4 separate regions of the Sus scrofa genome follow, and regions 2, 3 and 4 are each linked to region 1. The links are chromatin contacts, called in public HiChIP or PLAC-seq maps. All regions are on one chromosome and are shown on one strand. Each heading gives the region's core, a stretch centred on a gene start, on an enhancer-like site or on the middle of the called end of the contact. The rest is flanking DNA. Distances are from core to core; before and after follow the strand shown.

Evidence for each region. HiChIP or PLAC-seq counts read pairs in DNA pulled down with a chosen protein or histone mark.
Region 2: an H3K27ac HiChIP or PLAC-seq map of alveolar macrophages shows a contact between it and region 1. The contact joins two enhancer-like sites. A contact is called at or near these places in 3 of 47 Hi-C or Micro-C datasets (all in embryonic fibroblasts) and 1 of 2 datasets of contacts at active chromatin or transcription factors (alveolar macrophages).
Region 3: an H3K27ac HiChIP or PLAC-seq map of alveolar macrophages shows a contact between it and region 1. The contact joins two enhancer-like sites. A contact is called at or near these places in 3 of 47 Hi-C or Micro-C datasets (all in embryonic fibroblasts) and 1 of 2 datasets of contacts at active chromatin or transcription factors (alveolar macrophages).
Region 4: an H3K27ac HiChIP or PLAC-seq map of alveolar macrophages shows a contact between it and region 1. The contact joins two enhancer-like sites. A contact is called at or near these places in 2 of 47 Hi-C or Micro-C datasets (embryonic fibroblasts and fibroblasts) and 1 of 2 datasets of contacts at active chromatin or transcription factors (alveolar macrophages).

The regions. Positions count from the first base shown.
Region 1 is chr13:157,073,765-157,076,836 of Sscrofa11.1, forward strand. The region is part of intron 3 of LOC102162881 (a long non-coding RNA gene); the gene reads right to left. Among named protein-coding and RNA genes, the nearest start is that of NFKBIZ, 200 kb to the right of the region's middle. Within about 2 kb of position 1,432, at least 5 of the 83 cell types and tissues checked have an H3K27ac peak or open chromatin away from gene starts, as enhancers often do. A contact at or near this core is called in alveolar macrophages, where this site is marked.
Region 2 is chr13:157,310,143-157,313,214 of Sscrofa11.1, forward strand. NXPE3 (NXPE family member 3) reads right to left here. Exons shown (of 7, transcript XM_003132693.4): 5 at 2,821-2,894. Among named protein-coding and RNA genes, the nearest start is that of NXPE3, 26 kb to the right of the region's middle. Within about 2 kb of position 1,544, at least 4 of the 83 cell types and tissues checked have an H3K27ac peak or open chromatin away from gene starts, as enhancers often do. A contact at or near this core is called in alveolar macrophages, where this site is marked.
Region 3 is chr13:157,293,318-157,296,389 of Sscrofa11.1, forward strand. No RefSeq gene overlaps it. Among named protein-coding and RNA genes, the nearest start is that of NFKBIZ, 22 kb to the left of the region's middle. Within about 2 kb of position 1,539, at least 47 of the 83 cell types and tissues checked have an H3K27ac peak or open chromatin away from gene starts, as enhancers often do. A contact at or near this core is called in alveolar macrophages, where this site is marked.
Region 4 is chr13:156,899,677-156,902,748 of Sscrofa11.1, forward strand. No RefSeq gene overlaps it. Among named protein-coding and RNA genes, the nearest start is that of ZPLD1, 220 kb to the left of the region's middle. Within about 2 kb of position 1,590, at least 6 of the 83 cell types and tissues checked have an H3K27ac peak or open chromatin away from gene starts, as enhancers often do. A contact at or near this core is called in alveolar macrophages, where this site is marked.

The DNA.
Region 1 (3,072 bases), core at 182-2,681:
TATGAAATTGCAACCACCTTGCTCTTACCACTTACTATTCCCCTTTCCTGCCTTTTTCCCCCTTGACATTAATGCACATACACACTATATTACATATACACTCATTACACGCATACCTAAGTGCTTATAGTCAGTCCCCCCCTGCTATGCTCTAAGATCCATGAAGGCAGAGATTTCTGTCTATTTTATTCTCTGATATAGCCTCAGTGACTCCCAGGCTGACTCACTGACACATGGCAGGCATCATACATGCATTTCTTTGATGAATTACTATAGGCCTTGAACAATGTCAGGCATTCCAGAGATAAAAAAAAATTTACAGGAACAACACCTGTCCCCCAGAAACTGTTGGTTTTTTGGGGGAATTTGATAATTGCTGATACCTTATACTTATAAAGTCAAATTTCTATGGCTAACACCCTAGAAACTTCTTAGTTCCTCTTAGACACTATGACTGTACCTAAGGGACAATGTCTCCAGGAGGAGGGTAGCTTATAGGTTGTGGTTTTGTGGCCAAACCACTTGGTTTCATGTAGGCATTACTAGCTTGGATAAAGATTTTAGCTTTTTTTTTTTTTTTACTCATTTGTGATTTTTCTATTACCACTGATTTTTTATTAAAATGGCAGAGGACAATAATTATCAATCTTGGATTATATGTAACCCTTGAGTCAGAAAGGCCTGTAAAACAAAGCATCTAACTTAACTTTTAGAGAAAGTTTGTCTTGATTCAAAACCATACCTAAAACATTAGGATAACTACTACTTTTACAAACAAAAACAAACCAACAAGAGATAAAATAGCAACTGTTGGAGAACTCTTGGGAACTGCTGGTGGGAATCTAAAATGATGCAGCAATTATGGAAAATAGTATGGAGGTTCCTCAAAAATTTAAAAATGGAACTACTATACCCTCCAAAACTGAAAGCAGGATGTCAAAAGACATATTTGCACCCCCATGTTCATAGAAGTATTGTTCACAATAGCCAAAGGATAGAAGCAATCCAAATGTCCATCTAGGGAGTTCCCACTGTGGCTCAGGGGGTTAAGGATCTGGTGTGATGCCACAAGCCATGGCATAGGTCATAGATGCATCTTGGAGCCAGTGTTGCCATGGCTGTGAAACAGGTTTCAGCTATAGCTCCAATTTGATCCCTAGCCCAGGAACTTTCATATGCCACAGGTGCAGCCATAAAAAGAAAAAAAAAAAAAAACAATAAAAAATAAAATTTTAAAAAATGTCCATATACAGATGAATGGATAAGCAAAATGTGGCATATACTTATAATGGAATATTATTTGGGCTTAAAAGGAAAGAATTCTGACATATGCTACAACCTGAAAGAAACTTGAGAACATTGTACTAAGTGAAATGAGCCAGTGACAGTGTTTGGTTCCACTTACATGAAATACCCAGAGTAGTCAGACTTACAGAAACTGAAAGAAGAATGGTGGTTGTCAGGGCTAGGGGGAGGGGAAATGGGGAATCTCTTAATGGAACAGTTTCAGTTTGCAAAATGTAAAGGTTCTAGAGCTTGATCACACAACATTATGAATATATTTAACACTATAGAACGGTACACTTAAAAATGGTTAAGATAGTCAATTTTATGTTACTCAAACTTACTACAATTAGATTTTTTTTCATTTCAAAAAACATATCTAGAAAATAAGAGAAATCTCTCTGTTAGACACTTGACTACATGGGAACTAGCTCCTTCTTGTGCAAGCACATTGGTCTCGATATATCAAAAACAATTTTTTTCAAAGAAGATAAAACATCAGCAGGTACAGATGGTCTGCAGTGGGAATATCACAATAATCAAAACTTCCTCTGTATCTGACCCTTCCTCCAATTCCTGAGATGATTGTCTTCTGATGGAATCAATAGTCCCTGAGGGAGGAGTGAGCCAGAGAACACCTTTCACACCTAGGGTCCACCATCTACTAATGTGACCTGTCCACAAGTATTACTCATTCCCAAGAGAGGGTGCCTCCTAGAGAAGATTAAGCAGAGATCTAGACCTTGAGGCTTAATTAAAGATTGACCAGTAAGTAAAATTTCTTCTTACTGCAGGCAGAGGACCCAGGGTGAGGATGACAAAGAGGCATAATGGATAGTAGTGTATATGTCAGTGCTGGTTTCAGTGGGGATTTCAGTGTTTGGGGCCTGGAAGTGTGAACAGGAAGAATCAGTGATAGAAGGGAATTCATTATCTTTGGGGAAATTATTTAATCTCTCTCAGCTCAGCTTTCTCATTTTAAAAAATGGAACTAAAACGACCAACCTCACAGAGTGTCGTGAAGGTGAAAAGGAATTAACTGAAATGACCTATTATGTTGACTAGCATATGAGATACGTAATAATTATTAACTCTCAGTATTAACACTGGAAATCATGAAAATGTTGTGGTCCAAGGCAAGGAATTTTAATTCTAGCCTGTAGAAATGCAAAGTCAGTAAAGAATTCTTTTAATCTTTTTTTAAAAATTAAGAGCAATGTATGATTAGATGTACACTTAGAAAAAGAACCATCAGATAATGTTTTAGAAGTGGACAAGATCAGAGAATAATGAAAGGAGACAGGTTTGAAGGCTAACACAGTTTCCAGGTGACAAATGAGGGGTGTGTGAACTGAAGAATGAGTAGTTGCACTGTAACTGGCCAGAACATCCAAACGGATCATGTTTATTCTAGGGCAGCAGGAATGGGAATATTCAAGTGAGCTGGAAAAGGCTTCTTTTTGTTTAATGCTGTGTCTCCCAAGAGGAAAAGCAATAGCAGTAAAAATGATAAATAAAGCTTTCCTGCCCTAGGCCCTCTAAGCAAGCTGCCAAGGTCTACATGGCTACGCAGAGAGCAGGCTGACAGCAAGGTCTTCTGAAATTGAACTTCCCAGAGCCTGAAACATAGACACTGTATATGAAGATGTAGGAGAGACCATCACTGAGAAGATTCTCCTTGAATTGTTCACTCACAGCTCAAAGTAGAGGCTGCCTCTTATTTAGCAGTGATTGATTACAGGTGAAATAAATTCCTAAATGGACCTGGGTGTTTCAAAAATCTTCTGT
Region 2 (3,072 bases), core at 294-2,793, 240 kb after region 1:
TAGAGTGGAAAACCCAGGCAGACACCACTTCTTTAACCAAGTGATCAAGGTTAACATCATTACTAATATAAACTGACACACAACATCATTTTTGTCCTAGTCTTTCCCAAACTGCATAACCTCATTTCAATCAAAAGAAAACATTAGACAAACCCAAATCTAGAAAGATTCTAAAAAAACAACTGACCAATGCTCTTCAAAAGTATCAAAAAGATAGAACAAGAGCCAGGGGATCTGTCACAGAAGGAAGATTGAAGAAATGAGCAACTTGGGAGTTCCCATCCTGGCTCAGCAGAAACGGATCTGACTATCATCCACAGGGACGCAGGTTCAATCTCTGGCCTTGCTCAGTAGGTTAAGGATCTGGCATTGCCATGAGTTGTGGCTATAGGTCACAGACGCAGCTAGGATCCCGCATGGCTGTGGCTGTGGTATAGGCCAGCAGCTATAGCTCTGATCTGACCCCAGCCTGGAAGGGAACCTCCATATGCCACGGGTGTGGCCCTAAAAAGACTAAATAAATAAATAAATAAATAAATAAAAAGAAATGTGCAATTAAATGCAAAGTGAGATCTGCACTGGATCCTGGAACAAAGAAAGGACATGAGTGGAAAAACTGATGCAATCCAAAAAAACTCTGCAGTTTAGATCATCATATTGTACTAACGTTAAATTCTTAGGTTTGATAAGTTTCTGTGATTTCTTAAGATGTCAAACATTAGGGGAAGTTGGGTGAAAGCTATACAGGAACTTTGTACTATAGTTTCACAACTCTTAAATCTAAAATTATCTGAGAACAAAACATTTTTAAAAGAGGAAAAGGAATGAAGGGAGACAGGGAAGAAGGAATGGAAGGAACAACGTGAGCCCTTCGTTTACGATCTTTAAGTGCCCCCTGCTGGTCACTAAGGTGAACTTCTTGAAGTTCCCCCAAGCTGGACTTTTTTTTTTTTTTTTTTTTTTTTTTGCTTTTTAGGGCCACACCTGCAGCATATGTAAGCCCTCAGTCTAGGGGTCGAATCTGAGCTACAACTGCCAACCCACACCACAGCCACAGCAATGCGGGACCCAAGCCAAGTTTGGGACCTACACCTCAGCTCACAGCCACACCAGATCCCCCACCCACTAAGCCAAGCCAGGGATTGAACCCACATCCTCATGGATACTAATCGGATTGGTTTCCTCTACACCACAACAGGAACTCCATAGCTGGGAGTTCTTTGACATTAAATAAAGCAATTTCCCTTCTATTTTCTTTCCAATTATCTACCTGTCCCGAGATGGTTTTCTCAAAACCAGGCTACTCTGTTCCTACTGATTCATGGTTGCTCTTTTCCTCTAAAAATCCATCAAAAGCCTCACAAGTTACTGAATCTTCTCTCTCAACAGAAGAGTATATCACAAACCCACAACCCCTTCCTGGCTGAACCCCAAGACATGTCAGGTGCAAGTGAATCATCTGAACCTCCTCCTACTGACCATCCCACTGGCCAGTCAGAGACATTACAAGGTGGGCAAGTCAGACAACCAGGGCTGTGGAAGAGAAGGACAGATGCAGTAGTGGGATGGGGCCTCCTGCAGTGTCAGACCTAAGTGTGAAGAGTACAGTGCTACTGGGAGGTACCATGTTTACTGACATCTCAGCTGTGGGGTTGAGGGCCAAGCAGACAATAGGGATGTTTTACATTTCTGTCCTCTATAATTAATAACTCACTGGGTTTAAGTAAATGAAATACAGCTCTTCATTAGGAAAAGACTGGGATTTCTTGTGGCACATGACAGTGAAGACCAGAGATACAAACTGGCACTGTCCTGCCTACAGCTGGACCATATTATTTAGCTCACACAATATTTTAAAAGTTTTTAACTGAATGCCAATGTTAGTTTTTTGGGTTTTTTGGTTTTTTTCTTTTTTTGTCTTTTTAGAGCCACACCCACAGTGTATGGAGGTTCCCAGGCCAGGGGTCGAATTGTAGCTGTAGCCACCGGCCTACGCCAGAGCCACAGCAATGCCATATTCAAGCCGCCTCTGCGACCTACACCACAGCTCACGGCAACACTGGATCCTTAACCCACTGAGTGAGGTCAGGAATCGAATCCACATCCTCATGGATACTAGTCAGATTTGTTAACCACTGAGCCACACCAGGAACTCCTAGATACCAATGTTTTGAAATCTGGAGACATCATATCAAAAATTAAGACTTCCAGTTTTTCACGGAAAAAAAATCCACAGATCTGCCCACACTAGGTCTACGTTTCTGCGTGGCAACAATGCACAGAACTGAGAGGCTGCCCCCTTTAGAATGTCCCTGCTCTAAGGTTCCTTCCCCACCATTTACACAAGGCATGCACGTAGCCAATACCCATCCTGGTGGATTCCTGCGTGTTACCTACCTGTGGCATTAGCATTTACATCATCCGCCCTGTGGGATACTACATACACACTTTCAACAGCTAAAAGGACCTCGTGTGCCATCTGCACTTGATCTTAGCCAAAAGGCCAAAAAGGGATCACCTGCCATCTCCATGAGCCTCTTTAACAATATTCGGCCTTTCTTTCTACAAGTCACTATGAATAATTATATCTATTCTGCAAAAACAAAACACATACATTTACTCTTTTAAACTTCATTCTTTTACTTTTAATAATATCCTATACTAGTGGATCGAAATCGCCTGGAAGGATTTAAAACTATGCTCAGTAGCAACCAGGGCATATTAAAGGGGAAAAAGGGGTTTTGTAACATTAGTGAAACTGCAGAGCCTCAAAACCCTTAGCAGGAAAAACAACAAATCATCCAGCTCTTTGCTCTTTACCTTTTATACTCCTGGGAATCACAGTCACCCAGTCAGGTCCACTGGAGTTGATTGGCATTTTGATATTGACACCACTTTAAGAGGAATAAAAAGAGTATAAGCTTAGATTAAGGAACATTTACTTTCCAAAATGCATCTTTATTTGCAGTTTTAAATGGGCAAGATTTCACAGAGCTTTATTAAGATGAAATATTCTTGGTAAATGTTAATCAATACAACTGATAATTAATAAACCAGGTATCTTACAATAAG
Region 3 (3,072 bases), core at 289-2,788, 220 kb after region 1:
CATGCTGGGAAGGAAAGTGCCAAACATTTAACATTTGTTGTGCACCAATTTCTGGTGCTAACTCATCCCAGACTGTCTCTAAAGCACTTGCACCCTACCCACCTGTGTCTTTAGTCAAAGCAAAATCATCTGATAATAGAAATGGGTGTGGATCATACATTGTATTCTGAAGTCAAAAAGACTTTAAGGGTAGCTGCATGTTCAGATGATCTGTGTGGCTGATCCCTCCTCCAGTGGGAATTGTTGAGGGTAGTCAATAGGCCTTGGAAAATGTTATCTCCTTTTATTGTGTAAACAACCTACTAAGAAAGGAAAAAAAAAAATTCCACCTGGCCAGATAATGTGTTTCTTTAGATGCCTGATATTAAGTGTGGGGATACATATTACCAAGTACTTAAAACTTACATAATAAATGTCATCCTCTGAGATACCCCCACACCCCATGACAGCAAGTTCACTAATCCTCATGGAGAGAGTCTCAACCATTCTACCTAGAAAGGCCCTTTTATTAACACAAAATCCCAGACTGTAATAGATCTAGGGGTCCAGCCAAGTTATCAAATTTCAAGGCTTCCTTCATTCATAAAATGGTCTTTTAATACTGTCTTTAATTTTAAGACGTAATATACAAGAATTACATGCTGTACAACATTTTGATCTACTTGGATATATTTTTCCATAAAGATATAGTTCTATGACTACCCTTGTTAAGAAAGTATATCTCTAAACACATACTCGAACCTCTTGGGAGATTTCTGCCTAGCAGTATCACAGATCTACTTTCCTGGTTAAATGTAAGTTTTTACATTAGATTTAGGATACTTTCATCACCCAGCCTGTCCCCAGCATCTTAGTCTTTCCTGGGCCTTCACAGCAAACATACATGATTCATAGCCATTACCAAACTATAAAAACATCCTGAGTTTTCCCTCCCCCCAAAACTGCCCCCTAATATTTTGCCCCCAAACAAGAATGATCACCCAAATATCAAAAAGTGACTCCAAATTAAGGCATCTAAATACGTGAAAAGAAAGGAAAAAAAGCTTAACATTTACGAAACTTTTTCATACTAAATATCAAATAATAAAAATATACCTTTGTGTTTGAAGAGTCAAATCATACAGATACGTAAAGGCAAATCAACTGTTTCCAGCTGTAATCAGCGATAATAACCCAAGTACGTGAGAGCATGAGAAAAATGATCAGTTTCCTTTTGAGGTTACATGATAAGCAGCAGCAGTTAAGCAGCCTTTTTCTCTAAGAACCCAGTGTCTGCCCTCGTGGCAAGAGAAGCCAGCCCCTCTCCACGTCCCCCTTTATAGGGATCGCTTTCTGTTCACCCCTCTAAAGAGGATAAGGGCGGGGGAAGCTAAGGACCCGTTTTCTAAGATACAGAATAAGGTCGAGCTCTCATTCGAAAGGGGCTGCGTGGGCACAGAGGAGGAGGGAGGAGGCGTGAAGGGAGCAGAGAGGACTAGGTTCGTGGACTTTTTTTTCTGCACCCTGGAAATTCCCAGGCCAAAAAGGTACCGACCGGAGTCCCGGACATTCCCCTCAATGGCTGGCTCCAAGACCCGGACTGGAACCCAGCAGAGGAATCAGAAGCCAGTCTATGAACAAAAAGGTTTTTGCTAGGGATGCCTTTTTAAAAGGTCTCAATGAACTCACTGCCGGGCATTAGAGTTGCCTCGTGTTTATGGATTCACGCCGTCTCTTTTTCTTTCGCGTTTTCTCTATGGCCCCAAAATGTGTGGGGGTGGGACTAAAGGGGTGCTTTCTACAGCGCAGCTTTTCAAAAATGGCAATCAGAAAGTAGTATCTCTACCATGGCCCTTCATTGACAAAGGACAAATATACACATAAAGCAGTGGTTCTTCAACATACAAGTCATATTGCTTTCATGTGGGGTAGAGTGGGGGTGATTTTAAACAGAGAAGGAACCATTGCACAATACTGAGAGGATTTCTTCTACGACATTTGGTTTCACTGTGGCTTCTTTTCCTTTTGGGACACTTTCTTCTGTAATCTCTGTACTGCCTCCTTCCCTAGGCAGTGTTATAATCCAGTTTTATAGTCAGGAAATGTATGGTTCTCCACTAGGAATGGGCATCTAGATACCAGAACATCTTTTTTAAAAAAGAAGCCTGACTTCATTTCCTGAAGACTATTAAAAAGCAAAATACGGAGTTCCTGTCGTGGCTCAGCAGTTAACGAACCCAACTAGCATCCATGAGGACGCAGGTTAGATCCCTGGCCTTGTTTGGTGGCTTAAGGATCCATCCAGTGTTGCCCTGAGCTGTGGTGAAGGTTGAAGATGTGACCTCCATCACCCCTCATTCCAGAATTCCTAGGTGCTCCTAGAACTCTGCAACTGTGATCTCACTTCCAAAGAGAAAAAGATCGGGGAAGGGGGTGTGTTGTTTCCCTTGGGTGTTTATTCCCCCAGTACTCCCTGGGTAATTGTTATTTCTTTTAACAGGGCCCAGAAAGAGAAAACTCTGGCATGGAATACATGGATATAAAGACTTGTAATATACATTCTTGTGAACCACCCTGATGTATCAATCTGAAACTTAATACCCAAAGGTGGGCAGTATCAGTCAATTGGTACTTAATAAAATGATGGTTGTTTAGATGGTAAAAAGGAATCATATTAAAGGAATTCCCATCGTGGCTCTGCAGAAACAAATCCCACCAGGAACCATGAGGTTGAGGGTTCGATCCCTGGCCTCACTCAGTGGGTTGAGGATCCAGCATTGCTGTGAGCTGTGGTATAGGTCATAGATGAGGCTCAGATCTGGTGTTGCTGCGACTGTGGTGTAGGCCAGCAGCTGTAGCTCCAATTAGACCCCCAGCCTGGGAACCTTAACATGCCACGAGTGTGGCCCTAAAAAGACAAAAGGCAAAAAAAAAAAAAAAGAACCATACTAGAAACCAAACTTACACCTACTAAAGTTTCTCTTCTATAAAATATAATTTGCATAGAAGGGCCTTATTAAGGATTCTCCCTTTCACAAGTAGCATCAAATCAATCATTTGAGTCAAGAATATGAGGAGATGCACTAAGAAGTT
Region 4 (3,072 bases), core at 340-2,839, 170 kb before region 1:
AAAAGAAAAAAAAAATGAGTAAGAAGGAATATGCATCATCCTTGGATATTTGCTTTGTCAAGCTATCAATCAGGACAAGCTCTAGGCACAACTGTGAAGTCTGTAAAATCAGATTTTTTGTAGCTACGTTTCCCTTATCCCTTCATTACCCCACTTTCTTCTCAATGTCTTTAGTCAAATGCTATCAGAATAGACCCAAAGAACTCAAATATAGTAAGATATAAGAATCTGAGGATGAAATTTTGCTCTCCTAGGCATGCTTGCATTTTGCCTAAGAACAGGCCTTTTAATGGGTAGAATTCCAAAAGTAGAATTGTAATCATACAGAGAGTAATTTGAGGGAGAGGATGTTTGACAGAATCTTCAAAACCATCCCCAGAGAGCTGACACCATAGGCCAATGACAAAGGCTGGCCTTGCTTCCCATCAATGGCTAAGGCGTTCTCTATTTAAACATCATTTATTGAGCATTCACTGCTTGGAGGCTCTGTATGAGAACCCAAGGTCAGTTTCCTGCACTTGAGAAACACACTCAACTGAGTTCCTGAACAAGGTACTCTGAGTGTGCCTCCCTAATGCATGGGATAGCAACTTGAGGGCCTAAGGATTTCTCCCTGCAGAACACCCCAGAGATACAGTCTACAGTATAACTACAGACTTATATATCCAACTGCCTGCTCAGAATCTCTAAATGGCCAGCAGATATCGCAAATGCAACATGTATAAAACTTTTTTTTTTTTCTTTTTGTCTTATGTCTTTTTAGGGCCGCACCCATGGCATGTGGAGTTTCCCAGGCTAGGGGTCAAATCGTAGCTTTAGCCACCAGCCTGTACCACAGCCACGCCAGATCCAAGCCACATCTGCAACTTACACCACTGCTCACAGCAACATAGGATCCTTAACCCACTGAGCAAAGTCAGGGATCAAACTCATGTCCTCATGGACAACTTTTGAAATTCCAATATTCTGTCCCAAATCTGCTCCCTCACTTTCCACTGTCCCCTGTACATCTCATTCACTTCCATTCTTCCTGTTCTCCAAGCTCAAACTCTTGGAGCAACATTTACCTCCTTTCTTTCTCTCACATTCTATGTCAAAGCTGTTAGGAAATGATGGTGGCTCTATCCTCAAAACATATCCTCTACTGCTACGTCTGCACCACCATCGTCTCTTACCTAGATACTGACTTTTATCCTTTTAAAATGTGTCAGATTTTGCCGTATTTCCATTTCACTCTGGTTGGAAGCCCAATTCCAGAAAATGGCCAATATGCTTATGTTCTGCTTCCCTCCTTTCCTGTCTTCTCTTACCATTTGCACCATCTCCACAGCACGGACCTACAGAAGGGGGTCATCCTCCATTTTCCTCTATCTCCTGTTACAGCAATAAATGACAGCAACAGGGACAGCAATAAATGACAGGAGGTTCTGAGAGTCATGCTGAGGGGAGGGCTGCACAGGGTCCTGAACTGACCGCCGACCTAGGGCTTCAGATTATGCAGAACTTCCAGATAGCTCTGTTGTATGAGGACAAGGAGATATTTCCTAGTGGCTGTCATAAATAACACTAGAGGGAGACAAATCCTAAAGCCTCAGGGACTTCTGAACTGCCAACATACTGATGCACTAACACTCTGGATCACAGCCTTGACCACCTTGTCCCCAGCTCCTTCTCCAAGGAATCACCATTATGGTACATCTGCCTTAAAGCTGCCACAACAAGTACACAACAAAAATTCTCTTTGACATTCATTGTCTTGGTAAGGAGAAATACCGCCTTCTATATACCTAGCACATGCCAGTTTACAGAGTGACTCAGAAAATTTGTTCTTCTGTCCTGAGAGGTAAAATGTTATTATACATATTCTCATACATCAGAGTTTTTTTTAATTTTTAATTGAAGTACAATTGATTTACAATATCATGTTAGGTTCAGGTATACAGCACAGTGATTCAGTGTTTTATATATATATATATATATATATATATATATATATATACACATACATATATATATAATATACATAACATATATGTATTATATATAGATATACTTTTTCAGTCTTTTCCATTATAGGTTATTAAAAATATTGAGTATAGTTCCCTGTGCTGTACAGTTGGTCCTTGTTGGTTATCTATTTGACATATAGTAGTGTGTATATATTAATTCCAAACTCCTAATTTATCCCTCCCCCAGACTTCCCTTTTGGTGACCTTAAGTTTGTTTTCCATGTCTGTGAGTCTGTGAGTCTCTTTATGTTTTGTAAGTTCATTTGTATGTGTACATGTGTTCATTTGTATGTGTTAATATGTATATTAGATTCCACATATATATTTGTCTTTTTCTGTTTAGCTTTCTTCACTTAGTATGATAATCTCTAGGTTCATCTGCAAATGGTATTAATCTCACTCTTTTTTATGGCTAAGTATATGTGCATATATATCACAACAAGCTTTTAAGAGTTGGTAGAAAATCATGTAGATTTTCTTCAACACCTACCTTGTAAGATGTAGCACTGGATGAGATGCCTAGCACTTCCTAACCCACACCTCTTTTTCTCTGCCATCCATACTTTGCATATGATAAAAGTAAAAGTCAAATATGTTAGGTGACTCTTTTAGTTCCAGAAAGTATGCAAGTGGAGGAGCAGGGTCTCAGAATGATTGGGAGGTTTTGTTTTTTGGTTTTTTGGTTTTGGCCACACCTGAAGCATGCAGAAGTTCTTGGCCCAGAAATCAATCCTGTGCCACAGCTGCAGCCCAAGCCATAGCAGTGACAATGCCAGATCTTTAACCCACTATGCCACCAGGGAACTCCCTCATTTTTCAACCCTCATTCCAGGAAACTGCTTAGCAGCACCCAACATGATTGACCCCCTATTGTTTTCTCAGGGTTTCCACTGCACTACACCCTTAATTTTTCTACTGTCTGTGATCTCTTCTTATTCTCCTCAAGGAGTTACAATTGGCCAGTCTTAGTTCTTTTTCTTTTTTTTCAGAAAAAAAACACCATATTTATTGCAGTATCCATGTGTTTCTAAATTATTTAATTTATGTAAAGCTGTGCTATGAT